Regions from separate parts of the Triticum aestivum genome. Here region 1 is linked to region 2. The links are chromatin contacts, called in public Hi-C maps. All regions are on one chromosome and are shown on one strand. Each heading gives the region's core, a stretch centred on a gene start, on an enhancer-like site or on the middle of the called end of the contact. The rest is flanking DNA. Distances are from core to core; before and after follow the strand shown. Region 1 holds the start of LOC123088315 (acyl-CoA-binding domain-containing protein 1). Region 2 overlaps LOC123088314.

Region 1 (4,799 bases), core at 1,479-3,978, 41 kb before region 2:
TCTCCGAGAGATTGGTCGAACAACAAGTTTTTTACTGGCTGCATACATGTACAATATGTATAAGATCTCTTAATGACAAACCCCTAGCATTTGAAATCAAGTTCCACATGGTATTCTCCGGCTTTACTGATGACGTGTTCAAGAAAGAATCCCGCCAATTCCTCTTGAATTGCTTTCATGCGCTCTGGTGGTAGGAGTTCATCCCGCATCTGCCACGTCTAATTAATTTGAGGAAGGGGGTTAATTAATACATATATATGAATGAAACTCAACAGAAATGATGGTGTAATAAAATGAAATTGTGAATATTATTGCTTACGCACTTCATATTGTCTTCTAGAGTAGCCCCGCTTGTTTTTCAAAGTCGCGTTGTGGATGAACTCGCACACGTAGTATCCACAGAAATCATTCCCTTCCTCCTGCCACAAGCACTTTACGAGAAATAGAGGTCAATCAAACTGATAATGAAGCATTATAAATGACATTGATGAAAGTATAACTATAGAATCAACGGGAGATGCGCGCAACTAGCTAGCCAGTAGTACTTACTTTCGGGTATACATATCGCAGATCCTTCGGCAGTCCCGGAGCTTGTGCGGTGAACTGTTTCCAAGCCCTGCAAGACAAAGAAAATAATTATTATTACTTGAGATATCAGGAAATGAACAAAAAGTTGCCGATATGGTGCGATAATGATCGATTGAACTTACTTGCTGAGCATTTCAGTCATGTCCGCATAGGTGCTGGGATCTTTCCGTCTGGAGTCTAAGACGGTTACTAGTCCACGCTCAAGCTTAATCTCTAGAAGAATATAGTGGTACCTGCACACGCATGCATAACTCATCAGTTACATTAACCTCTCGCTCGAGTAATAAGGGAAACCGAATATGCACACGACAGTAACACTCACGGGCCGTTGTAAGGAAAGAGTATGGTATCTTTGTTTTGATTTTTGATCAACGATTGTAGCAAGTTGTCCTCGACCTCTTCGACGTGCTTTTTAACCAGAAATACATCTATGATATTTGTGTTAATGAACCCAATATCATAGATTTCATTTTTTTTGCACTCGACGATCTTCAATTTGCATAATATATTGAGGATAATTAATTATAAATACATGCAATGAAAGAGCCGAGCTATATATAGAGACTTAATGACAGAAATAGTACTTACAGGCAGTAGCAAAAGACCATTAATTTATTGAGGGCCTTTTGATTGAAGAACTCGAAGAACTCCTCAAATGGAACACACAACAGATCATTTGTAACGAGGTCGTGCTCCTCTTTAATGTTCAGATACAAACTGTTCGTCCCCTCAGACTCTCTGCAGGTTTTCATGTACCAACTATGGAATCTTCGCATCATTGTTGTCAGAGATTTTTCATCTTTGACGAGAGGCTTCCCGTACTCGTATCTGAATACGTCCACCTCCATGAAATCAGGAAGTGCATCGTCAGGCAGGTAATCTTCAAGATTGCCATAACCGGCCACCGCCTCCGGAGGATTAGACACATTGAGCGGGGGGCACGATTGCTGTGCTTGTTCGCCGAGCTGGGCGATTTTTTCCCCTTTGCTCGTTGTTCTTTTGACCTTTTATCACTGACAGTAGTTCCCGACCGCTTGGCTTGGAGATATGTCTGTTCAGTAATGCGCTCATAGTTGGTTCTCGGCGGAGACTTTGGTGGTTTCCTCAGGGCATCGAGAGTGCGCTTTGCTTTCACCGGATCTACCTTCTCCTCCGGAGGTGGATGTCTCTTTGCTTTCACCCCTTCAAAGAACTCCTTCACGTGGGCCTGCACGATCTTATTGTTTTCCTCCTCGGTCCTCTCGTACGGTAACTTCTCTACAGGCGATGTGTGGCAGCTACCCGGCGGGAAGATCGGCTTTTATAGCCGCAGCGGGCGGCGAGAGCCTGCATGTCGGGCGACGCGTGGCGGGAGCGGGCGGGACGCGCGTCGGTGGCGCCTTCATTGCGCCGCCCGTGAGGCATCAATAGAGGCTGACCGGTGGTAGCGCGGCAGCCTTGGCATTGATTCCCGCGGGAACTGAGGCGATGAGGACGATGAAGCGCGTCTCACTGACTCGGCGGGCCGATCCCCGTTCCCGCCAAAAACGCGTCCCCCGGCGCCCCCAGCGCGCCTGGTTCGGCCTGGGTCCGTCGGCGCCAATTTTCGGCCCAACTAGCGAAAAACGGGCTCCTGGGACGTGACTGGGCCGATTTTGGGTCGCCGGCGCCAAAAAACGCCTAGTGGGGGCCTGTTGGGGACGCGGCCAGAGATGCTCTTAGATCGATGCAAGAAGGTCTGACATGAAAAGAGAGAAAAAATACCTTAAAAAAAGAGCCACACAAAACGAATGTACTCCTCGTCGTGTAGTACTACAACAAGGTTTTGCCCGGCTCTGATTAGAGAGGGGCGATGACGGCGTCGTGCCTTCGGCTCACTCCAGTGCTCGTAGTCGTCGCTAGGTGGTCCACGGACATGGTTGTAAATTTCATTACCTCTGTTGATTTTTGGAAAAATTATTACCTCTGTTGTTTGTTGTACTGCCACGATTGAAGACGAGATAGGAAGTTTTTTGCAAAGAATAAAATAAAAAATAACGCAACGTTTGCCACAAGAAAAGTGTTAAACTATGTACTCCTATGTAGTCGTACTCGACAAGTTAGAAAAGAAGTTATCGGCACGTCTCCGCGCCGTCCACGAGCCGGATCGGACGGCCGAGATCGCCCCCGACACGTATCGGGCGCGAGCACGAGTCCCCTGCAGCTCGCATCGCCCATATAAACGACGGCCCGCCCTTGTGCTGCTCGTCGATACCACTAGCCTCGCATCGAATCGATCGTTCTTATCGCCTCGAACGTATCGAAGCCGAGGAGAGCGGAGCAGCCGACGAGCCGATCGACATGGGTCTGCAGGTAAGCTTCCACCCAAGCAACCCCCCTCCCCCCCTCTCGATCTCGTGTTCTCTCCCTCCTCGCCGCGATCCATGCCCTGGCCGGAGCCCCGGGCAGGTTCCGGCGAGCGAATCTCGCCGCCGCCGAGCGGATCTACCCGCGAGCCGCCGCTGCAGGATTTAGGAGCGAATATTGATTCTGTCCTAGGCGTTTGATTTTCAGTCCAGCTTTGCTGTCCGACTCGCCCGCTTCAGATCAGATGTTTTGCGGATCTCTGCGCCGTTGTCTTCAGATTAGTACATAAAATAAATAGAGTGAGGAAATTTTAGTTTACCTGCAAGTTCAGTTCAGGGTTTGGTGCTGTCTGAATCTACTGTTGAATTGGCCGATGAGCTCGATTGTAACACTTGTCGGTAGTAAAACCAGTTGTCAGTTGCTGATTAGTGTATATGCTGTGCTTGCCTGTTGATGTTGTGCAGGAGGAGTTTGAGGAGTACGCGGAGAAGGCCAAGACGCTGCCCGACACCACCACCAACGAGAGCATGCTCTGCCTCTACAGCCTCTACAAGCAGGCCACCGTCGGGCCCGTCAACACAGGCACGCCCACACACACAAACACACCTTATTCTTCTCATCATTATCGCCGTTACTAGCAAGTGAATTGTCAGGTCAGCTGTTTACTGTCGAATTGCCTAGTTGTTTTGCCCTGCTTAGGGTGGCTCTGTTTGATTGTGCGCGCTTAATCATGAACTCAAGAGATTCAGCTAGTGCAGCCCCATGTGGGCATTAGTCTAGATCTGCATCTGAAGGGAGCATCTTTTTCTTAATCGTATTATAATCACAAATGGGATGCTTGGCAAGAATTGTATTGGAATTTCATCGTTGATTGAAGAAAAATATTAGCTAACGGCGGGCTCTGGTCTCATCGTGCAGCCCGCCCCGGAATGTTCGACCTTAAGGGCAAGGCCAAGTGGGACGCCTGGAAGTCCGTCGAAGGTAACAAGTTCATGGTTCCCTCCACTCCCTCCGATCCAAAATAAGTGCCGTGGTTTTATTTCAAATTTGTTTGTCGCCAAACTTGCGCCTGTGTGAACTCTGGCAAAACAACTTTGGTTGCAGCGAAATCCAAGGAGGAGGCGATGGCGGACTACATCACCAAGGTGAAGCAGCTGCTCGAGGAGGCTGCCGCCGCATCCGCTTCTTCCTAGGCCACAGAACCTACTTTTATCCATGGTGGTGCAGACATATGTGCCAATAAACACAAATAAATTTGAAGTGCTATCTGTCTAAGCTTATCGTCGTATTGGGTGTAATTACGTTGAACAAGCCCCGCCTGTGATATTTGAGTTTACGCCATGATTGATTCATGTATGTCTTGTCTTGTTATAAGATGGTTTTTCTTTGGGGAATCACGGGAGAAACGATGTCGCGGTGGCCTCTCCCAGCAGCTATAGCGGGCAATCGCGGCAATAGCTGAAATTTCTCTGGCGGCAGAGATGATTTTCTGAAGGTTTTTGCTGATTTTTGAGCAATTTAGAGGGTTTTGTGAATGGTTTTCGCGGCGGCGGACATAGCGAAGCCGCGAGGATCCTGAGCAGATATAGCGCTGCTATTTTGCGTGAGATTTAAGTACTATGATAAATTCTTCTGAATTCAGTGCTGTACGCTCGCGCTTCCTCTGGCGAGTTCACCAGGGTAAGTGCTCCCCGGCGAATTCCTTGTCCTCTGCCTCTACGGCATTGTATATGCTGTTGATGTAGGCACTAAAACACCCTTCAGAGTTGTCTCATATACAATGCCTACATTGACAAGCCTTATCGAGCAGGGCACAAGTGTTCCCCTGACCGATATGCACACGACGCTCTTATCGAGCAGGGCACAAGTGTTGCCCGACTGAATCC
Region 2 (4,793 bases), core at 1,645-4,144:
GCTGCATTGCTTGCCCAAAGAGAGCACATGGTGCAGGTAGGGCATGTAAATCAGATATCCCTTGTCATCCCAGCACTCCGAGCTAATTATTTACTAATTTCAACGCGCAGTAGAGGCACACACGATATATTGCAGTAAGCCACTCTGTTGAACTGAGAGCATCTCTAATAGCAGCCCTATTTTAGGTCACCAAAAGTGGTTGGAGTACAAAATTTGGGCACCAAAACTTGCTTTTTTTTGGGCACGAAAAAGTGGCGTGTCCAACAGCAGCCATATAATAGGCACAACTGCTCCAACAACTGCCTTAAAATAGCGCACGCATCACAAATTTGCTGTTCACATTTTCTTTTTTGAGGATGTGTCGTCCACATTTTACATATGGCATAAACAAAATGTATGAACTAGTTGGCATTGCCTAAAAAGGAAGGATGAATAACCTTCAGTTCACTTGAAAACATACTAGAATTCAGCGTCCATTTGCCTTTTATGATATTACTAGTTGTAGAATCCAAGTTTGAATGGTGGGCTGACAAATTGACCAAGGCCTAATAGAGATTCACATTCCTAGAATTGTAACACTTTGCATGTATCCATACCAGTGAGCATGTAGTTTGTGACATGAAGTGTAAAATTTTAAATGAGCCAATGTTACTTCACCATATCTCCAAATGCTGCTCGATGCGTGTCCTTCACCCCTGCTTTTCCGTGCTTAACTTGGATGAAACTTAATTTTCTCTCCAAATTACTCCTGTAAAGAAATATAATGGCCTTATATTTCTTTACAGAGGGAGCACATGGATACGGAGGTGGAAGAAAACCTTGTTTATAGTTGAGAGAAACTTGAGAAGCTAGGGTGGACCTGCCTTGAGGCCTGTAGAGAAGAGACCCTGGGGGACCGCGTCGAGTCCTACAGAGCATCTGGCCGGGCTTCCTGAACTGAACATCCAAGTGGGACAAGCTTGGTTGTTGATCCTTGCCAAACTGCTGGTGTACAAATTCAGAATGGTACTCTACGAGAGTCAGACATCCTCAGTTAGATGAGCACGTCTTTCCATGTCTCAGTTTGCTGGCCTCAATGAAACTAAACTAAAAAAGTATAGTATGTCGAGAGTGGGAGACACAGAACTGTCAATATGAGAACCAATTCCATTCATTGACTGACCATCATGTTGAACTGAAAACAGGGGCCTGCTGGAACGACTAGATCACCCACTTGCCTTCAGATTTCGGAGGAAATTCAGGGAGACAAACTTGAGCATACATATATTAGTAGTAGAACATACTGTAGATGGGGGCGATTTGGGGGTTACCTTCTGAGAATACTGTATTACCGTTGTCGCCTGGGGTGGAGCCCTTGGTGGCCGAGCAGTCGGTTAAATCCATCTGCGGTGGTGCTGCCGGTCCAGCGCGGGGTGAGGAGGGAGGGAGCGGTGCTACAGCGCGGGGTGTGGACCGCTGCTGCTGCCGGGCTCCCCAAACTGTCCAGACGGACGGCCGGTCGCTGGCTTGCCAAACCGGCGGCTCACGTTTGGGCTGACCGGCAACCTACAAACGCAGCCCAAATCTGGGGCGGGTATGTGTAGGATCCCGTGGCCGCACACGGTTTGGTTGCGGATCTGACGGCTAGGACCTCGTGGACTGTTGTTCATGCTGCGGGACGCGAAGCCCGATGACGTGGAGGAGCTTGCCCTCCGCGTCGCATCGCATTGGTCGTGGTTGGACCGGGGCGACAGCGTAAGCTCTGGTTCCACGCCGTCCCCCATCGCCCGACAACCCTGTGCAAGCAACGTCGCCGGCCCCTTGTGTTCTTCGCATAGTTTCGGCTGCTCTGCGCCCCTCCAGGTGCGCCGCCCCTGCGTCCCTCTCCGTATGTTGTACCAACTCCCAATGGCATCACTGGGTCCTCCTGCGTGCGCCGGCGCCGACAAGGACATTGACGCCCAAATTAGAGGTGTGAGTCACACGCAGTGAGCGGTAACGGGCGAGGGAAAGGGCAGCAGCAGGGAGGCATTGGGCGCACACTGGTGGATTTGGAGGACCAGATCCTCGCGACGGTCCTTCGGCTCTCCCTCACAATGTCAGAGACGGATGCGAGGTGGCTCCGCCACAAAAACGCCAAACACGCCGGCTCGCCATCGGGCGATCGAAACGCGAGGCTATGGCTCAGGCGGCTTGTCTGGCCGAGGCCCGGGACAGCATGATTCGAAGAATGACCGGCAACCTCTCCTTCGACGAGGACCCAGACCTCACAGACGGCTCCAGCTTCGACAATGACGCACCTCCGGCCGTCGACGCCTACACAAAGAGGTACAATTGCACCGTCAACCACAAGGGGAAGTGGACGACGAGGAGATGGCGGTTTCCTCCGCCCTTCTTCGTCTCTTCGTTTTTTCTGTGTTTTTTTAATGTTTAGTTAGTATTGTCCGGCGATGAACACTTGTTCTGTTGGTTGTCCTACCTATGACTGGTACTGCGTGATTGATGCCCGAATTATGTACGTTTGTTGCTAAATGTGTTGATCTACGTATTTTTATGTTTTACTCTCTGTTCTTAAATACAAGTCTTTGTAGAAATGGAGGGAGTACATTGCATGAGTTGCATGGATATACATGAGACGTTTACAGAGACAACAAAAATGAGGGTCATGATTCGTGGATGTTCCAAGTGGCAAATGAAGAGTGACCGGTCATGGTTCGCGGACGTTTGTAGGGCCGGACCTGCGGCCGTAGATGCTCAGGTCCCTTGTCTCATTTGTGTCAAAAACGTTCTTATATTATGAAATCTAGGGAGTATTTTGTTTAGCATCGCAATGGCATGGCATGCACGCAGCGCATAGGATTCTTCTGCCGTCCGTCCCGGTGTGATAAACAAAGGCAGGTGGGGCGCGGGGTCTGTATCATGGCACCGAAAGGGACCAAAACTCGTGGGCCGTGTCGGGCACGGGTGCGACTTTTCTGGCCGTCCGCCCAGATCTGGCCTCGGTACCAGGCATTTAATACGAAAGTTAATGAATTCCGGCCGGAACGATCAGGCAGGCGCGAGCCAGCTGCGCAAACAAGTTGTTTCCTACTCCGTGCTGATAACAGACGCCACACAAAACAAAACAGGCTATCTCCACGGAGGTCACGCACGCCAGATGCGCACGCAAGCCGCGAGGCTCTCCTATCCTTTCTCCGTTTCCTCCTCTGCCCATGGCTCTACCAAACCTCGCCGCCGGGCACCCCCGTCGGCGGCGCCTGCCCGCCGCCGGGCCGACCAGGCCACCCGACGCATGCCTGCGCTGGATCCGACGTGTGACGTCGCCGTCGTCCAGGCACAGCACACCGCCGGACGTGTCGATGTAATCCTGGGCCGTCGTCGGTGCACGTCGCCGGATCGAAAGTCGCGGCCGGCGAAGCGCTCCGCCGGTGTCGACGTATGGCTGGGCCGGTGGATCGATCTATCCGGTGTCGTCGATCCTGGCCATGACTGAAGCACGACGTCGGATCCAACTCGTGGTTGACAAGTGATCGCCGTGCATCATCGGTTTGCTGTGAGGAAGCCAAATTTTCGTACCAGGTAAATTCCTCGTTTTTTTTTTGCGATTGTTTTCATTAAGGCCATGAATCAGTTTACCCTCTTTAGTCGTCGTATAATCCTCATGTTGAAAACCTCGTCGGTTATGGGAGGGATCGAAGTGGATCAGCCATGTCAAGTGGCGGTAGTCCAAATCTTCCATGAGACCTCCGGCAAAGATGGGATTAATTAACCTTCACGTTGGCAAGGAACACGGCTGTACACAGATCCATGCACAATCTCCCGGTCTCAAAACATAAAAAAAAAAGGTATAACCAGAAAACGGAAGCTAGGTTCTTAACAAGAACAACACAAAGATCTTTGTCCACATCTCTTTAGCTATTTATTTATTTATTTATTATCAAGGCCTCGAATATTCTGCACAAGAAACTACTCCCTCCGTTCCTAAATATAAGTCTTTGTAGAGATTTCACTATGAACCACATACGGATGTATATAGATGCATTCTAGAGTGTAGATTCACTCATTTTGCTTTGTATGTTGTCCATAGTGAAATCTCTACAAAGACTTATATTTAGGAACGGAGGGAGTACTGAATTTTGGTAGTAATTCCTCTAGTCATTGCTGTGCTGTACGAGATAATACTCCAAAGTACCTTGGTCGTATTGGGATGCCACGGTGCAGGTTTGTTCAGTGGCGAAAGAGTAGAGTATAGGATAACGAAAGGAGAGTCTGCCCACAGTCATCAATGATCGTGCCAGAACGAAACGGCCATGCCAAAGGTTTTACCTGGGCAATCCATATCTATTGAGTTTGTAGTTGCCGGCTCTGTGTCCAAGTGCAGCGGTGTTTGCAAACATATCATGGTTTGAGTTAACTTGCACAACGGAATTTGTACAACCATTTTGTCACCCAAGACGTATGATGTTCAACCTTGTATAGATAACACAAGGAAAAATGATGAGTGCACAAACAGATTGTAAGCTGCACCAACAACACAAATATGCAGAGCAAGCAGTTAATTCCTAATGTCATCACGCAGACAAAAGTAAGGCCCAAATGAGATTTTGCAAGCAGTACACAGTGCTGCTCACCTTAATTTTCCACAAAAAGAATGCAGTAATGGAATGAAACATACATTCTTAAGGTCTGTCAAACAAGATAATAAATTTTTTAGTTAGTTCATCACTGCATCCAACTTCATTAGGTATTAATATCAGATCAATATGGTAACTAGAAAAAAAAATATGCACAAAACGCTATGAATGTGGGTGTCT

What was found. A called contact is a pair of places that touch in the nucleus more often than the background predicts.
Region 1: a Hi-C map of leaf shows a contact between it and region 2, with 2.2 times the contacts expected there. The contact joins the promoter of LOC123088315 here to the enhancer-like site in region 2. A contact is called at or near these places in 2 of 5 Hi-C or Micro-C datasets (both in leaf).

What each region holds. Positions count from the first base shown.
Region 1 is chr4A:717,820,378-717,825,176 of IWGSC CS RefSeq v2.1, reverse strand. It overlaps LOC123088315 (acyl-CoA-binding domain-containing protein 1), which reads left to right and starts at 2,728. Exons shown (of 4, transcript XM_044510508.1): 1 at 2,728-2,919; 2 at 3,378-3,495; 3 at 3,832-3,894; 4 at 4,018-4,265. The coding sequence starts at 2,908. The coding sequence ends at 4,106.
Region 2 is chr4A:717,779,437-717,784,229 of IWGSC CS RefSeq v2.1, reverse strand. All of the region lies in intron 4 of LOC123088314, which reads left to right. Among protein-coding and RNA genes, the nearest start is that of LOC123088314, 6.1 kb to the left of the region's middle. Within about 2 kb of position 2,894, at least 8 of the 8 cell types and tissues checked have an H3K27ac peak or open chromatin away from gene starts, as enhancers often do. A contact at or near this core is called in leaf, where this site is marked.